3 separate regions of the Macaca mulatta genome follow, and regions 2 and 3 are each linked to region 1. A link is a contact called in public Hi-C data. All regions are on one chromosome and are shown on one strand. The core of a region is the stretch at or near the end of the contact, and the rest is flanking DNA. Distances in the headings are between cores, read along the strand shown.

Region 1 (3,079 bases), core at 368-2,867:
TATAGCCGCACAAACATGCATCTCACTGTTGCAGGGATTGATCTTGTACCTGGTGGGACTTATCTGTTCCATTCCCCAATCAGGTTATCCTGTCACGTTGAGGCAGGAATTTAAAGAAAGAAATAAGTTTTGTACTGCATTTACTCATTCTAAGAATAGTAACAAGCAAGGCTATAGGAAAGTCATGGTGACCTAGTCTAAGAAGCCAGGAATGAGCTCCAAACACCCCCGAGCAATGGTTAAGAAAAACAAATTCCTTTACTGTTTCTCTTTCTTTAGACCATTAATTATGACTATTTTTGCCTGTGTTTAGCAAGATTTGTAGGTTCCCGTTTTTCTTTTGACACAGCTGCAAGGCCACGGGCTAAGCAAAGCCACAAGTTATGCGAAGTCAGCAGTTATGCTATACATTACTAAACCTGTCACTGTATGATTTACTGCCTTGGTTCTGCTTCTGTAGTTTAGCCTATATAAGCCAAGCTCTGTCTTTGTTCAGGGCTCAGCTTTTTGGATGCAAATCCACTGAGCCAGTGCACACCTAATAAAGTCTTCCTGCTCCACCCATTGGTCTCTCTGATCCTCTGCTTTCCCACAACAATGGGAGTCTTCAAGTGGCCGGTGCCTTTTTGGCTCTTAACTGCCCAATCTGTGCCAGCAAAAGGCAGCTTTAAATCAAAGTGAAAGAGCTGAAGCAAAAAGGAAAGAAAATAAAAAGTCCCAGTTCTTTTGGGCTTACCTACTGGCTGGCTCACCAAAATATGTTACCAGATTGGAAGTTGGGAGTTCCAGGTTCTTGGTGCTGTGAACAAAGAATTGGATGAGACTCACAAATAACCACTCCACAAAATTTATTAAGCAAAGAATGTTCCAGAGAGACGAACGGGCTGATTTTCAAGTGGTATCAGCCCTGGATTAAAATAGCCTTTGTTCTTTTATGCCCACTTCCTACTCTTCCTTAACTCTAGGGAGGGGATTTCCTATAATTGTCATATCCGTTTTCTTGTTGTTTTTCTCTCTCAGTGCGCCTGCGTGAGTTTGCCATGATTTTAAGTGTATGTACGATATGCATTTCATATGTATGAGCTGGTCAGTCTTCTGACTTCCTTCCCTATTCTGCTGCCTCAGAAGGCCTATTTGGGAGAAAAGTAAACAGTAAAGAATGAAACTCCCTCTGATCGTCTGGGAAATTTTCAGGGGAGAAATGGAATTCTAGGATTTTACTATGTGTTTTCCATCTGGGAGTGGACTATAACAGTTTATTTCAATTTAATTCCACTCACTCACAAATGTTTTGCTGAGTAAAACAGTCTCCGACTCAAGGAATTCACAGTTGGTGGCGGCAGGGAGAGACAGATCAACAAATGATTGTATTTTGATGGATGAATTCCATGGATCTACACAGCGCCTCAGGGAGATACTATTGTGGGACAATTAATTGCATTGGATGGTTGTCAGGAAAAGTTGCAGAGACAACGTGTTATCTGCGTTTGGGGATTACGTGGTGAGCAGGCGTTCACCTTGCAAGTGAAGACTACTCCGCTGCAGGGTCCGGTACTGGGGCGGCGTTTTCGCCGCATACGCAGTAGGTGATCCAAACCTCCCGCCGACAGGAGGAAGAGGATGCCAGCTCAGGCACTAGCTGAGGTTTGGCATTTGACGGCCGCGGGCGCCGACCTCCAGGGGGCGCCGTGGCCTCGCGCTGTCCGGGCCGTTGCATTTCCGGGCACTGGGGCGCCGCTATCTCCAAGCGCGTCCCCGCCGCGAGCCGCGCACCGTCCGCCGCTCCCGTTACCGGGGCAACCGCGGCGCCTCCTCCGTGTCGTCCCGGATCGTCCCTCCGCGCCATTTTCAAACTGCCCTAGCACCGGAGCCCGTGCTTGGGGGGAAGGAGCTAGTGGGGGAAATCGAGGCCCGAGGGCAATGCGGCTGAAGCTGCCGGTGAGTCCGGCCCTGGGAGCGAGGGGTCCAGCTGCGGCGGTGGTGGCGCCTTCGCCTTCTGGGCGGTACCCGGGGGCCGGGCTCGGGAGCTGCCGGGAGGTCGCGCGGCCGCGGGAGGAAGTGAGGCCGGGCCGGGTCGGACCGGGTGGGGAGGGGTGCGGGGACTCTTCCCACCCACCCCGCCCCCACACCTCCTTCCTGTCAACACCCGACGGTAAAGTTGCAAACCGGAGATTGGCCGGAGGAGAGCTTGGGCCGACTTGTCACGGAGCGTCAGTGTAGGCCGTGCAGACGGGCTTGCTGTTGACCAATGGTTCGATTTAAACATTAAAATGCCGTCTCAGTGTCACAATCATCCATGCTCTTTGTAACAAAAATGTCCCAAAGCGTAGGACGACAGCCTTTAATTAACCTTCACCCAGCTCCTTTGAAGCCTCTCCACTGCTTTCCAGCCTTTACTACTTTGAGTTCAATACGAAGGGACTCCGAGATAACCACAGCTAACGGGTTTCTTTGTTGTTTGCGGTTTTGTTTTTTTAACCCCTGTGCACACGTACATACAGCATTAAATGTACTGGTTTTCAAACGCCAACCCCCAGATACTTCTACACATATATGTATGGGTGACTCCCAAACCGAACCTTTTATGTTGCTTTGCTAGAAACTTAGAGTATAGCCGCCATATTTGGATGGGGTTACGGGGGAAGGCGGGGAAGGCAACAGTTCATGGGTGGGGATGGCCTAACATGTTTCTGTCTGGGAGGATTTTAATCTGTCCTGTGTATTGAGGCCCTGCCCATGATTTATTGATTCGTATTCATTCTCATTCTCTCCCCTCCAAAGCAGGATGTGAGGAGGTATTATCTCTGGGTAACTGGAGTTGGTAGCAAAGAGGGGAAATGTTTTGAGTGGTGCACCCCTTTAAGTTTACACCCTGCTAGCAATACACCTGGATTTGTCAGGTCTATTTCTGATGTCTGCAGGAATTTCCCTAAAAACCCTGCATCACTTAGGTGTCTCTTGTGGAAGGAACCTAGGAAATCCATTAGGAAGCGATTCAAGAAAAGTTAACAAGAGCAAAGAGAAAGATACACAGAAAGGAGTCACCAAGGAGAGTGACTGATTTAGAAATGATTTGGTA
Region 2 (3,079 bases), core at 286-2,785, 510 kb after region 1:
GCAGTATCCCTAGGATCTAGCATATTGCCTGGCACATAGTTGGCATTTTTTGCTTCACAAGGTTGCCCAGTCTGCAAAATCAAATGTTTCCTCAAAGTAACTTTCAACGTAGAACCAGAAAGACTGAAAGACAAAAAAGTTAGCAAGGTCAGGCACAGTGGCTTAGGCCTGTAAATCCTGTACTTTGGGAGGCTGAGGAGGGCGGATCACTTGAGGTCAGGAATTTGAGACTAGCTTGGTTAGTCTCAAACCAACCCAAGCATAGTGAAACCCCATCTCTACTAAAAATACAAAACTTAACCAGGCACGGTGGCTCATGCCTATAGTCCCAACTCCTTGGGAGGCTGAGGCAAAAGAATCGCTTGAATCCAGGAGGTTGAGATGGCAGTGAGGTTCAGCCTGGGTCACAGAGCTAGACTACGTCTCAAAAAAAAAAAAAAAGAAGTTAGCTAGGTTCCTGAGGGACAGACGGAGTAGCAGAAGTTGTAAAAGTCATGACAAGATATGAGTCTGAAAAGCAGGCCATTCAATAAAATACAACATTCACATCAAGTGTATCTCTCACATCGTCTGGGTGTGGTGGCTCATGCCTGTAATCCCAGCACTTGGAGAGGCTGTGGTGGGAGGATTGCTTGAGCCCAGGAGTTCCAGACCAGCTTGGGCAACACAGCAAGATTCCCGTCTCTTAAAAAAAAAAAAAAAAAAATGCTCACACCAAGCGTACCCAATAGATACCATTCCGTTCGTACACCTGAACACATCTTGATACTAAGGTCGTAAGCAAACCCTAATATTTTATATCTCTAGAACAAATATAGTATCCCTATTTCACAGTCGGGAAAAAAGACTCCCGGAAGCTAAGTAACTTGTTTATTGTCAGGCATCTAGTGAGTCGCAGACCAGGAACTGACCCCGGGCATTTTCACCCCACTACCCTTTCAGCTTATTGCCCACTGCTCCCGAACGGAGCGAAAATGACAGGCAGAGGGTTTCACCAAACCCTTTGTAATGGGAGATTCTTGCCTTCTTACCTTTCCTCACGTTTGCTTCTCTGCCAGAATGTCCTCCCCTACTTTCCCCAGAACCCAAGTTCTCCTAATCATCTTTCAAGATCCCTTTCCCTCAACCACCGACAAGCCGTGCCTATTTCTCCTTCAAATGACTCCCTACGGCTTCTAGTTGGTAGTCTTTCATTTACCACCTCATAGTCCTTTTATTTATATCCCACAAATGATCGTCTGGGCCCGCACCGTGGGACCGGGACGCTGCCTCGACCATGGCGGTCTCCTGGAAACACGCTGCTTTGAGCCGAAACTGGTGACCGTTTCCCAACCCCGTCCGGGAGTCCGACGCCTCTTTCTCCAGGCCAACTTCAAGTGAGGTGCATCAACTCTATCCGTGCAAATTTCTTGCCACGAGAGCAGAAGATTACGGTCTCTGATGCTGCCTCAGAGTTGAAGACGCTCCCAACGCTTAGCAATCATCAACTTCCTCCTCCTCTTGGCAGCCTTAGAGATCCTCTTCCGGGGCAGAGGTCGCCCCGCCCCGCCCCTCGTCTCCTCCAAGATGGCGAGTAGCGGCAGTGGGGGGGTGTCAGTGCCTGCGCTGTGGAGTGAAGTGAACCGGTATGGCCAGAACGGCGACTTCACGCGCGCTCTCAAGACCGTCAATAAGAGTAAGTGTCGGGGTGGGCACTGGGGCGGGCCCAGGCCGGCGGGAGGATGCGGCCTGTTTCCGGCGCGCGAGACCACCTCGCGCGGGAGGCACGGGAAGGGGAGACCCCCGAAACCCCCCCGACCATTCTCCCGCCGGCTCGGGCCCGAACGTCCGGGAGACGCAGGTCTCACCCCTCGGCTTCACCAGGTCAGCCTGGGGTCCCTGGTTGCTTAGAGCCACGTGTACTTCCCTCTTTACCCCCCGCGGGAAGCGAGGGCAGGTTTTAAAGAGACCGCAGCTCTCGGAGCCCATTTCAAACTGTTTTCTTATTTGACTCCCTCTTTGCTGTTTTATTTCACAAATATTCCAAAGTGCCTCCTTTTCTTCTTCATCTTGAGCGCAGTGATCAGGACTGTATTACTGAGGGAGCTTGTTCTCTTTGGCCGCTAAAGGGGGAGGAACCTGCTTGGGACACGTAGTTTAGAAGCTGGTGCTGACCGGGTGGAAGCTGTACGTATTCTACTGGGCGAGAGGAAAGGGCTGGATCTGGATGTCAGGCCTGTCATTCCCACAGATGGGATCTCTTCATGTTAAGTTAGAAATTAAGTGTGTGGAAGCACCAACACTGGATAAATGTCGGAAGAAAAGTTTGGCCTGTTTTTTTTTTTGCCTTGTAAGGGATAGTTTAGGGTTTTACTGCCTTTGTTGTGAGGTTTCATTCATCGTATCCTTTTGTTCTTTACTACATACCTGGAATGTGGCGTGGCCATGCTACTTAATGTTCTCGGTGGTGCGCAGTTCTTCTCTAGTGAAGATACAGCCTGTGCATGTTATGTTTGGAAATGTAATTACCAAGGCACGGCTTAGCTGTTCAGAGTAGTATTAACCTAAAAGGCGTGTCAGTAACATAGAAAGCTGTCTAAATAATTTTCAACACTCTAGTACTGGGTTAACGTGAAAAGTAGTGATTGTGCCCACAGTGCACTTTTGGTGATTTCAGACATTGAGGAGAATAGCTACGAATTAGAATTTATCCCTAAATTTGTTTGAATTAACTCTAGCCTTCCAAACAGTACTATGTACTTAGTAGCAGTGTAGTATTTTGCAGGAATTCTTTTTTTTTTTTTTTTTTTTTTTTTTTTTTGAAACGGAGTCTCGCTCTGTCACCCAGGCTGGAGTGCGGTGGCCAGATCTCAGCTCACTGCAAGCTCCGCCTCCCGGGTTCACGCCATTCTCCTCCCTCAGCCTCCCGAGTAGCTGGGACTACAGGCGCCCGCCACCTCGCCCGGCTAGTTTTTTGTATTTTTTAGTAGAGACGGGGTTTCACCGTGTTAGCCAGGATGGTCTCGATCTCCTGACCTCGTGATCCGCCCGTCTCGGCCTCCCAAAGTGCTGGGATTACAGGCGTGAACCACCGCGCCCG
Region 3 (3,079 bases), core at 425-2,924, 360 kb after region 1:
CAGTGAGCTGAGATCATGCCACTGTACTCCAGACCAGGCGACAGAGCGAGACTCTGTCTCGAAAAATATATATGTGTGTGTGTGTGTGTGTGTGTGTGTGTGTGTATAAAATAAAAAATTAGCCAGACGTGGCCCATGCCTCTAGTCCCAGCTACCTGAGTGGCTGAGGCTTGAGCCCCGCAGTTCTAGGCTGCAGTGAGCTGTGATTGTACAACTGCACTCCAGCCTGGGTGACAAAGTAGAGACCCTGTCTCAAAAAAAAGAAAAAGAAGATACCACTATAAGAGGCATAGTGAGCCATATGAAAGGTACAGATGACCTCTGGGGGTCTCTTGGGCATGCCTAGGACATGGGGGTATGAATCTTTAGCCTTTTTCTTCTCCCTTTCTGCTGTTTCCTTGGCCCCTCCCTGGTCTTTCACCTTCTCAGCCCAGCTCTGCATGTGGAGTTGGTAGGCCTTCTTTCTTCTCACTCATTGCTTAGATGGGGGAGGTGTGGCTGGAGAAGGGGCAGAGTCAGCCAGCAAGGCCAAAGCATTGAGGTTGGAGGCCATGTATGAGACACAGCCCTGCACCCCAGGGAAAGTGGCTGTTGAGCTACTCACATTCTCTCAGGCAGTGGAGAAAAACACAAAGGACCGAGACTGGGGACTACCCAGGTGGGAAACACATTGAACTCGGGGAGAGGCTGGTGCACCCTCTGTGTCTCAGGCAGTGCTGTTGGAGTTTGGATATTAGCATAGTCCCCACTGGGACTCCTGCTGGCTCTCTGAGGCCAGCTGCACCCCTGTGTAGAGGAGGGGGCGGCCCTACCCAGGCACAGACAGTGTCTGGTTATTTGCCCAGAACTTCCTGTTCAGGCCTTTGACTTGAATGCTCTCTTACTGTTCCAGTCCAGTGATACGCCAAGTTCTCTAAGTCCTCTGAATCTCCCTGGAGCTGGAAGTGAGATGGAAGAGAAGGTAATATGATTTGAACTTATTTATTTAACTTCTTTCCTTAGTGAACTTTCATCTTCTCCCCCCTCCCTTTTTTCTTTTCTTTTTTTTTTTTTTTGTGACCTGCTGCCTCATTTTCCATTCATAAATGTTGCCTACATATATTTAAATTCCTTCAGAATGCCACTAGTGACAGATGTTGGAGCGTCTGTTTCCGTAGCAAGGCAAACTGCTGGAACTGAACTCTGCTCTGAAAACTAGCCATACTCCCAGCATGCCTGTGTTTGGGGTCCTAGAAATTGGTAGCTTTCCTCAAAGGATCATGTACTTCAAGACCCTGTTAATTGAAGGAAAAGGCATTCCAGAATAGCTGAACTCCAGTCTGTAAGGAAATTAGTCCTCTTATATTTAGAGAAGTGAAACAAAAACAAAACAAAAAAGCACTTTAGCATTTCTCTACTTTTATTTTTATTTTTTTAAACCTGGGACTTTACCGGCAGGAGTGTAAGAACGCTGTGGACTCCTCTCCGGGCACCTCTTCTGTAGGAGCCGATCTGCCCCACTGAGAACCTTTCATCTGCACAAGGGGACAGACATCCTCCCAAGGCCTGGCAGACAGTATAGGAAGCAGGATCTGCTCCTGAAGAAGGGGATGGCTCAAGACAGTGCTGCCACCCAGACAATGAGGAAGCCAGCTGGGATAACTAGAAACAAAGCACAGCACTTAAATCTCAGCGTCAAGTGCTTATCTATGTCTTCAGTCTGTCACATTTGGCTCCGACTCCTTTTTCTCATGCATCTATTAGGGGATGGAAACAAATGTTTAATTCAGCAACAGCTTAGAATCTGATGCCTATCATGAAGATAACCATAAATAAATGAAAGCTAGAAGGCCAAAGGCTGATTTTTCTGTGCTTCTTGTCATAAATTAATATGTACTGAGCATCTATTTTGCTGTTAGAGCTAGCTGCTTCATCTTTCATCTTTTGTGCATAAATATAGAAGATAATTGCAAAATGCAAGCCCTTCCGCTAAACCTCACCACTCCATGCTTTCAGCAGGAACAAACAGATAAACCCTGGCCACATTGGAGCTGCTGGCATAGTGCTACGCCCCCTGCAATACTCTGGCATTGTGTGGCCAGGAGCCCTTTGCTTGCTGCCAGCCTGTGAATTCTCTGTAGGTACAGGCATGGCATTCTACCTTCTGATTCAGTGTGGCCTCTGGGTTCTGGCTGTGTCACGCACTCTCTGATCTTTTCAAATCTACACTTCATCTGAGGTTGTGATTTTTTAGTGATTGCATCTGTATTCTAGAGCTGCAGGCCGTTCCACAATTCATCCTTTGAAGGACCGCACTTGTCCCCGTGGCAGATTTTTGCCGCTCATTTTTCTCATCAGGTCCCTCTTGCTTTTATCTTCTCAGTGCAGTCAGTACCCTGAGACTTCTTTGGAGTGATTGTACCAAAACTTTTTTTTTTTTTTTTTTTTTTGAGACAGAGTCTTGCTCTGTAGGCTAGGCTGTAGTGCAGCCTAGCCATCTCACTTCACCCTCTGCATCCTGGGTTCAGGGAATTCTCATGCGTCAGCCTCCCCAGCTGGGATTACAGGTGTGCACCACCACACCCGGCTAATTTATTTTTATTTTTAAAATTTTTGGTAGAGATGGGGTTTTGACATGTTGGCCAGACTGGTCTCGAACTCCTGGCCTCAAGTGATCTGCCCGCCTCAGCCTCCCAAAGTGCTGGGATTACAGGTGCGAGCCATCGCGCCCAGCCATACCAAAACATTTTTGCTGATCAGGAATTTCGTGTTCCAGGTATGGATGTTTTGCTTTATTTTCCTTCATTCCTTCGACAAATATTTATTGAGCACTGACCAAATGAGGTTTGCTATGTGGGTGTAAAGGGGACCCACACAAAGATGAAAAAAGACACATTCCCGGCCTCAAAGGGACTAAGTGCTATGTAGGAGCTGAGGCATATATGCAGTGTCTAAGAGTTTAACGGTTCTTAGCACAGAGGTGATCTAGTCCAGGGATCAGCAAACTACTCATTATTTTAGGATTTGTGACATGAAGCTACAAGTACTCTCCTTTGTGCCACTCTTCCTTCATAGCACAAAAAGCAACCAAAGACAATGG

Evidence for each region. A called contact is a pair of places that touch in the nucleus more often than the background predicts.
Region 2: a Hi-C map of fetal cortex germinal zone shows a contact between it and region 1, with 3 times the contacts expected there. The contact joins the promoter of SRP72 here to the promoter of CEP135 in region 1. A contact is called at or near these places in 3 of 14 Hi-C or Micro-C datasets (fetal cortex germinal zone, fetal cortical plate and liver).
Region 3: a contact with region 1 is called in a Hi-C map of fetal cortex germinal zone, with 2.9 times the contacts expected there. The contact joins the enhancer-like site here to the promoter of CEP135 in region 1. A contact is called at or near these places in 2 of 14 Hi-C or Micro-C datasets (fetal cortex germinal zone and liver).

What each region holds. Positions count from the first base shown.
Region 1 is chr5:77,519,623-77,522,701 of T2T-MMU8v2.0, reverse strand. It overlaps CEP135 (centrosomal protein 135), which reads left to right and starts at 1,617. Exons shown (of 26, transcript XM_028848572.2): 1 at 1,617-1,938. It overlaps LOC144341188, which reads right to left and starts at 1,998. Exons shown (of 3, transcript XM_078003561.1): 1 at 1,518-1,998; 2 at 737-799. The coding sequence starts at 1,846. The coding sequence ends at 1,532.
Region 2 is chr5:77,013,232-77,016,310 of T2T-MMU8v2.0, reverse strand. It overlaps SRP72 (signal recognition particle 72), which reads left to right and starts at 1,535. Exons shown (of 19, transcript NM_001260722.1): 1 at 1,535-1,675. The coding sequence starts at 1,567.
Region 3 is chr5:77,159,001-77,162,079 of T2T-MMU8v2.0, reverse strand. CRACD (capping protein inhibiting regulator of actin dynamics) reads left to right here. Exons shown (of 10, transcript XM_015138665.3): 5 at 893-961. Among named protein-coding and RNA genes, the nearest start is that of AASDH, 65 kb to the right of the region's middle. Within about 2 kb of position 1,674, at least 9 of the 40 cell types and tissues checked have an H3K27ac peak or open chromatin away from gene starts, as enhancers often do. A contact at or near this core is called in fetal cortex germinal zone, where this site is marked.